Regions from separate parts of the Ovis aries genome. Here region 1 is linked to region 2. The links are chromatin contacts, called in public Hi-C maps. All regions are on one chromosome and are shown on one strand. Each heading gives the region's core, a stretch centred on a gene start, on an enhancer-like site or on the middle of the called end of the contact. The rest is flanking DNA. Distances are from core to core; before and after follow the strand shown.

Region 1 (4,214 bases), core at 1,631-4,130, 61 kb before region 2:
CTGGAGTGGGTTGCCATGCCCTCCTCCAGCGGATCTTCCCAACCCAGGGATCAAACCCAAGTCTCCACATTGCAGGTGGATTCTTTACCCTCTGAGCCACCAGGGAAGCCCTGTATCAATCCTGATATTTGTTACTATTATCATCTGCCTTTTCCAGATAACAGCAACAGAGGTTAAATTATTTACCCAAGGTCAGCATGTGATGGAGCTGAAGTCTGAAGCCAGAGCCTAAACTCTTAGAGATTACCCTGTTAAGAAGTACACATTCTACTGAGGTTTGATTTGTACTGTACACTGCTCCCAAATAGGATTTCCCAAATAGGATTTCCCAAATAAGTTTACATACTATATCTTTTATCTCAATTAAAATTTCACTTTCTACTTAGAGCAGTGCTGTCTAAAAGGATTTCTTGAAATAACGGAAATTTCTATTCTCTGCTCTCCAATGAGTCGTCTCTAGCCACGGGTAGCTCTTTAGCACTTGAAATGTGGCTAGTGGAATGGAAAACTACATTTTAAATTTAGTTTAAATTTAAATGGGCACATGTGGTTAGTGGGCACTGTATGAGACAGCACAGATCTAGAGCAGAAGGAGATGGTTTATTTCTTTGGACTTCTCTGTAAAGACAAGGCTTAGGCAAATCAGTAAACGTTGAGTAAATGAAAAACCAATAGTAAAGGGGGAATTTTCTCCCTCTTTAAACTGAAGGGCAGAAGTCTTTATTCTACCGAAACTTTCACTGTAATAAAATGTTATAATAAGCATGTGATATAGCCTGTAGTTCTAGAGCAGTTCATGAAGATAGTAAAGAGGATCCTTAAATTAGAAGCAATGTTTTTGAAAGGTGGAGAAACATTTTATGATTGATGGTTAGTACTTTTAAAATATGTTTGTCTAATAAAAAAAGATCACTATTTTTTTTCTTGACAAAATCTGGGGTCCATAGAGAGAAAAACAAAAGGGGACTCTTGGTGGAAGGATGGAAGCAGTCCAGAATTGCAACTCAAAGGATATTTCCTGCACAAACTACTATCTAAAGCAGACCTCTTTACAAATGTTAAGAGTAAGCAACTGCCAAATCTCACTGGGAGACTTCATTCTTTCACTTATTCATCACATATATACATATGTTGGTCAAGTCGTTCTGAATATGGGGCAAAATAGGTACTTTTGAAAACAAAATGGGGCTCTCAATCAAATCAGAGTCTCTGGATGTGACCGAGGCTTGGGGCTTGTGTTTCCTGACCCATACACAACGCAGGTCCTACCCTGCTGGATGTCTATTTAGAAGAATTCATCTCGAAAATTTTATCACGATTTTACCACAGCTTGTACTGCTGTGGAACGTGTCTTTGCCAGTTTTTACATTAATCTTAGATTTCAAAAACATCAAAGAAGTGTGAGAGCCTCTCAGTTTCTCTGGAGGTCCCAAACCAAGTTCTTCTGATTCAATGAAATCAGCTCTTTAAATTGCAGGAGGCTTATTTTCCCTTGGAAATCATTTACAAATAACATAATGCCTAAAGAAAAAAAAAAAAAAAAAGGAAAATTTCCAATTCCTCACAGTCAAAGCAAAAAGATATAAACCCGAGGTCCAGTTTTATACATGCTCAGTACAGAATTGGGTAATTATTCCATATTTTGCAAGACGCAACCAGTTGCAACTGAAATTCCAAAGCCATCTCTGTGAAATGCTTCGCTTGTCTTTCACGAGAGGCTGTTACAGCATAAGCAACAACAAGCCAGAAGAGGCTGCTATCTCTTGGGCCTGTGTGTCTGGCCTCTGACACACCAGTGTTATCGCACCAGCTGCAGGCTCCACCATTAAGTCTTTTCCTTACGTAAGGGTCAATTTCACGGCCAAATCCACCTAGTCATCTTGCAGTGCTGGTCATGGGACCTTAGAAGGAACAGCTCCCCAATGGGGATGGGAAGCTCACAGGCACTGGCCCGCAGCTGATGCCAAGCTTCCCAACCCAGGCTCCCTCCGGTCTTTGCCAAGAGTCTGCCTGGAGGGCTCAATTGCTCGGTCCCCACTGCTGCAATGACAGCAACTTGTCAGCACCCCGGATGCTGTGCGGAGGATGGGAGCGGGAGCGGGGTGAGGACATGGGGGCCCCTCTGCGAAACACAACGCCAGAAAGGACAGAAGGATGAGTTTATTGTGACCAGCGGTCCCCGAGCTACAAGGAACCTCAGGGCTTTCATGCTCGGGGAGACACGAACTCGAGCTCTGCTCTCAAAGCCGTATTCACACTGAGAGTGGTGGCCAGCAGTAGGGGATTACCCGCCCGGGGCGAGGTAAGAAGACCTTAGGCTCCGCCGCCGGCAGGCCGGCCGCGGGAAGCGCCACGAGCTCACTCCCGGGAGGCGTCACAAAGGGCCGCGGCCTGCAGAGGCCGCGCGCGCAGCTCTCTTGGGGCGGAGCCGCCGGGCCGGGGCTGGGGCTGCGCCCGGGCCGCCGAGGCTGCCAGCCGTCGCGGGTGCCCCCAGCCTCCCAGCCCGGAGATCGCCGGGGCGGGGAGGATGCAGCAGCTGCAGCCCGAGCGGCCGAGCCAAACCTCCGAGCTCCCCGGCCCCCGCCGCGGCGCAGGGGCGCCGAGCGTGGTGCGGCCCGGGCGGAGCTAGAGGCGGGCGTCTGCACCGCGTCGTCCCACCCGCAGCTCCCCGCCTCCGGCCGGGCCCGGCAGCCTGTCGCGGCCGAGGTCCTGACTCGCGGGCGCACCCGCAGGGTTGGCTAGGCGCCGCGCGGCGTGGAGAGGCCCGAGCAGTCCACTAGCGCGGGACGCCGGTCCCGCGGGGCGCGCGCCGGGGCGCTCCTCCCTCCCGCCCAGCTCCGCGTCACCGCGCGGTCCTCCCCCGGCCCCTCCTCCCACCCACCCCGGAGGATGCGCTCCCCCGCGCCCAGCGGCAGAGGCCACCGCTCCCAGAAATGCGAGCTCCCGACGCCCTTCTCCGGGACCCGAGGAGCCGGCGCCCCCGCCCTGCAGTAGGTAGGTGGCGAGGCGGGCGCCGGCCCTGGCCGCCACCCGCGGCTGATGCTGCCGCTGCGGAGGGGCGGGGGGCCGGGGCCGGGACCCGCGAAACTTGCCTCGCGCCGGAGCTCGGTGCGGCGCCCGGAGGTGTTCTAATGGCGCTGGGCGCAGCACCCCCCCTGTTAACCTGACAGCCTCCTCTTGAGCTCGGCAGGCCGAGCGGTGGCGAAGGAGAGCGTGACCCTTCCCCGTCCAGCCCCTGGGCCCGGAGGGGCCCGCGCTGCTTGCAGGGGCGGGGAGGATGGATTGGTGTGAGGATTATTGGGGGATGGAGAGAGGGAGCACGGCCGAATTTTCAGGAACTCAGGTGGATAAATGTCACCGTATTTTTTCGGCCTGATGAACAGATGCCTTCTTTCTGTATTCTCCCAATGTGCAGCCACGCAAAGAGTTATTCTAGCGGCAGGTAGAAGTCACTCAGGATTTTGATGTATTTCGGAGCTAGCTGATTGATAACGTGAAAGTGACGTCTCAGATTCTTGTACTCAGTCATTTAGGGCCAGTTGGAGAAGGCCCCTTTAGAAATCAGATATTCAGGAGCTAGATGAGGCTGGGGAATTCTCGTGCTGCTTACCTGGGAGCGAGCCTTCAGCTTTCCTGAAGAGATGTGTTTGGAAGCATGGCAAGTTTGATACAGGTGTAGGGAGTTTAGAATCTGCTGGAAAGATGCTCGGAGTCGGCCAGCAGAGGCAGCCTTGGGCGCAGCCTAGCTTCCAGCTAGATGTTAATAAGGTTTGTACTTTTGAGAAACTGGCTATAAATTGTTTCTTCTCTCCCATGTACGATGTAAAGTTCGTACATCAGAACGAACGATAACCTTTTGGCAAGATTCTCTCTTCACAGGCTATCATGTTTAAATTTCGTATTAAGCAGTAAAGTTAAGAGAGGGAAACTGGATCATTGTACGCTCCGATTTTATTAACGTATTAAGGTTGAGAGCTACAGGAGGATAGAGACTTCCTCTTGTTCAGTCTCCTAATCCCCTGGTCTGATACATAATAGGTTCTCGTGGGTTATTTGTTGAATGAGCTGTGTTTCAGGCTTCATCGAAAGACAGTTTAGGTTTAAAACATATTGTTTACTCTATGGTGCTTGAAGCTTAACTGTATTTTTAAAATTACTTCTTGGCATAAATAGTCAAAATCAGTTATGTCAACATTTAAGTTGAATTTTGACAT
Region 2 (4,261 bases), core at 284-2,783:
GCAATGATTTAGATATGGGAAACTAAGACACTGCGATATGCTGCTCATTTTACAATTATTTATGACACAAAAGCAAATTTATCCAGTGTGGCAGACTAAATAATGACCCCCCAAAGACTATTGTTGTTCAGTTGCTGGGTCATGTCCAACTCTTTGCAACCCCATGGACTGCAGCACACCAGGCCTCCATGTCCTTCACTATCTCCTGGAATTTGCTTACACTCATATCCATCAAGTCAGTGATGCCATCCTCCCATGGCTTCCTCTGTAACCCTCTTCTCCTCCTGCCTTCAGTCTTTCCCAGCATCAGGGTATTTTCCAATGAGTCGGCTCTTTGAGTCAGGTGGCCAAAGTATTGGCGCTTCAGCATCAGTCCTTCCAATTAATATTCAGGGTTGATTTCCTTTGGGGCTTCCCTGGTGCTCAGACTGGTTTGACCTTCTTGCTGTTCAAAGATGTGTGTTAGTTGCTCAGTCATGTCCAGTTCTTTGCAATTCTATTGACTGTAGCCTTTCAGGCTCCTTTGTCCATAGGATTTTCCAGGCCTTAATACCAGAGTGGGTTTCCTTCTCCAGGGGATCTTCCCAACCCAGGGATCAAACCCGTGTCTCCTGTGTTTCCTGCATTGCAGGCAGATTCTTTACCACTGAGCCACTGGGGAAGCCTGTTCATAGATACCCAGGTTCTAATCCATGGACCTGGGAATGTTAACCTTCTCAGGCTTAAAGACCTCGAAGATAAGATTAAGACTCTGGAGATGGGAAGATTATCCTGGATAATCTGGGTGGGCTTCTGAATGCAGTCTCAGTGTTCCCATGAGGAGGAGGAGAGTTGACTGCAGAGGGATATTTGACTGCAGAGAAGAATGTGGTGTGACGGTGAAACCATATACTGCTCTGTTGGCTTTGAAGATGGAAGAAAGCAGCTCTTGCTGCTGGAAAAGGCAAGGGAAGAGAGTCTGCAGGGAGTGTGTGACTGATTGTGGACTTCTGACCTCTGGAACTCTAAGAGAATATGTTTGTGTTGTTCTAAGCTACCAAGTTTGTAGTCATTTGTGACAGCAGCCATAGACAGCTAATTAGTTGATAGTATTAAGTTAAACTATCAATACATACCAAAAGGGAGTCTGCAAGCTACTAAGCACTTAGTCATTTCTTAGCATTTGTATTTGCAGATTTTGGTTAACTTCTGCATTGCTATATTTATCAGCTTATTCTTAATTGACAAGCAGTAAAACTTCCTAATATTTAAATGTTATATTTATAGGATTTGGCTGATCACTCTTAGCAGAATGCAGTTCACTTATCTCCCAAAGCAAGTTCCCGTTTCTGCTTCTTTTCAGTTTATAGCTGAGGTGTATATTACTATTGTCAGTGCTGTTGATTCCCATGGAACTTTCTCAGGCTGTGACTCAGCATCCTGATTTGTCGAAGAGGGAACCAGACTCCCACATGGGCAATCTATAGATGCAACAAAAGCCTGTCTTGTTTTATAAATACAAGGCACACATTCTACACAGTAGGCATCCATTTTGTGGCAGTACCATTGTCTTCCTGGCACTGGGGGGAAGCATGGGAGGTTCTCTGAAACATCCAGTGTGAACCCACCCCAAGGCTCCTCGGAAAGTGTGGCAGTTTTTTTACATCCACTTCTGGCACCTGCACTTTGATCACCAGAGTCCCCTCAGATCTGCTGATTCCACGCTGTTATAGAACAAGGAGATCCTAGAAAAGGGAAAATTTTGTGATGTGACCCTTACAGGCATTCTGTTTAGCAGTTTTTATTGGAATGCACTGGTTTCCTGAGGCCAAGGGAAATTCTGTTGTGGTGTTCACCTGTGTGGGCATATTGCTGGTTATTAAACCCAAAGCCAAAGGATTTCTTTTTCTAACTGTAGGTTCTTTGGAGCTAGAGTATTTCCATTTGAGCTTGATGAATTCTCTTGGGGGAGAGGGAGATTTCAAGATCAAAATTAAACTAAATGGATAAATGAATGCACATTTCAAAGGTGGCACTTCAATCAGGTACAGCTGTAGATTCCCGCCCCCCCCCCGCACCCCCCCCCCCCCAGGGATTACTGGAACTTTTTGGTTTTATTTGATCATAATTTAAAGACAGGATTTTCATTAGGTATTTGTTTTGTTTTTCAGTGATTCCCACACACCCCCCTCCCCCTACACACACACTTTAAGTTTGATTTTATTTGGCATTTATCCCAGTTGGCAATTTGCAGTGGAAACAGGAAGCTGACCTTCCATTTGTGAAATCACAAAGTGAAATGGAATACCAGAAATGATGTTCTCCTAGAAATAATAAATAGTTTTCTAGCTTTGTGCTGTTGTCTAAATTCATAGCACAGTATTAACTAAAATTAATATTTATGTATAGTGAGAAGAATAATGTCTCGACTTAGGTACCTTCTTGGTTGTATTATATTACTTTGTATGTCACCTCATTTTCTGGGATTCTTAGAAATACCCAAGTAGAGACAACAGCAGTGGCATAACCAAGTACAGGGTTGGCCAAAAAAGTTAATTCAGGTTTTTCCAAATTTGGTCAATTTGGGTTTTGCATCTGGGAAAAACCCAGATGAACTTTTTGGCCAATCGAATAGTAACATCTGGTTATTGAGCTCTTACTGGGAACCAGACACAGGTTGTATTTAATAATACAAGTAAGCTTTCCTTGAACTACTTAGTTTAACCATCAAAAAAAAACCCCTATCTGAGGCCATTATTTCCTTTGCACGAACAAGGAACCTGAGGTTGAGTTGTAGTATCTTGCCTAAAAATCCCATGGACAGAGGAGCCTGGCAGACTGCAGTTCACAGGTTGCAAAGAGTTGGACATGACTGAGGGGCTAAACAACAATCACAGCTGAGGGTGTTGTTGTCATTATCCTAATAAAGGATAATGCGTATTCAAACGCAGATGTTTCTAACCCACAGACAGAGCTTATTCCATGGCAACAGCCCATTCCTTGAGTCTGGAGATGGCAAGAGTCACGTTTAGGCAGCCAGGGAAAATCAGCCAAGACTCTGCAGGTCAGAACAGTACAAGAACAAAGATTCAGTGGAACAGCCAAGAACAAGAACTAAGAGAAGGTTCCCTGAGGGCCACAGAGCAGCTCTGCCCGGGTAAAGAAGGGGATTGGGACTGCAGTGCAGCAGTTCACTGTGACAGCTGGACTCAGGGGAAGGAATGAACCTCTGAATAAGATGTAGTGAAATTTTGTCAGAGTTGCAGATGTTTCATTTTTTTTTAATTAAAAAATTGGCTCATAATTACAAAGTAATATATCCTTCCTGTACAAAAAAAAAAAAAAAAAAAAAACCCAGCACCAAATTATGTAAGTGTGAAGGGACATGAATTTGAGCAAACTCCGGGAGGTAGTGAAGGACAGGGAAGCCTGGCGTGCTGCCGTCCATGAGGTCGCAAAGAGTCGGACACAACTGAGTGACTGAACATCAAAAGTCAGAATCGTCCCTCTTCTTTCCTTCCTCACTGACCCACCATTTTCCCAGAGCTATATCTCTAAATCTCACGTATATATATAACTGAATGGAATAGTTGTTGGTCTTGGCGGGTTTTCTTCTATTTTTTTGGTTTTATTTCACAAAAATAAGGTCATACTATCACTTTGCCAACAAAGGTCCGTCTAGTCAAGGCTATGGTTTTTCCAGTAGCCATGTATGGATGTGAGAGTTGGACTATAAAGAAAGCTGAGCCCCAAAGAATTGATGCTTTTGAACTGTGGTGTTGGAGAAGACTCTTGAGAGTCCCTTGGACTGCAAGGAGATCTAACCAGTCCATCCTAAAGATCATCAGTCCTGGGTGTTATTGGAAGGACTGACTCTGAAGCTGAAACTCCAGTACTTTGACCACCTGATGTGAAGAACTGACTCATTGGAAAAGACCCTGATACTGGGAAAGATTGAAGGTAGTAGAAGGGGACGACAGAGGATGAGATGGTTGGATGGCATCACCGACTCAATGGACATGAGTTTGCGTGAACTCCAGGAGTTCAAGATGGACAGACAGGGAGGCCTGGTGTACTGCAGTTCATGGGGTCGCAAACAGTCAGGCACGACTGTGTGACTGAACTGAACTGAGCTGAACTGATCATACTGTTCTATGACTTTTTAAAGGAAATAATGACACATCTACGTCTTTTATGTTAGTACTCTTATTTCCCTATGGAAGCAATTTTGAGGAGAAATACTTGTATTAAAGAAGACTGTATCGGGGGATGGGCAAAATGG

Evidence for each region. Hi-C and Micro-C count contacts between places; a contact is called where the count stands out from the background.
Region 1: a contact with region 2 is called in a Hi-C map of hypothalamus, with 2.6 times the contacts expected there. The contact joins the promoter of NCOA7 here to the enhancer-like site in region 2. A contact is called at or near these places in 2 of 16 Hi-C or Micro-C datasets (hypothalamus and liver).

What each region holds. Positions count from the first base shown.
Region 1 is chr8:12,746,354-12,750,567 of ARS-UI_Ramb_v3.0, reverse strand. It overlaps NCOA7 (nuclear receptor coactivator 7), which reads left to right and starts at 2,880. Exons shown (of 15, transcript XM_060419203.1): 1 at 2,880-2,994.
Region 2 is chr8:12,683,558-12,687,818 of ARS-UI_Ramb_v3.0, reverse strand. All of the region lies in intron 1 of NCOA7 (nuclear receptor coactivator 7), which reads left to right. Among named protein-coding and RNA genes, the nearest start is that of NCOA7, 62 kb to the left of the region's middle. Within about 2 kb of position 1,533, at least 11 of the 54 cell types and tissues checked have an H3K27ac peak or open chromatin away from gene starts, as enhancers often do. A contact at or near this core is called in hypothalamus, where this site is marked.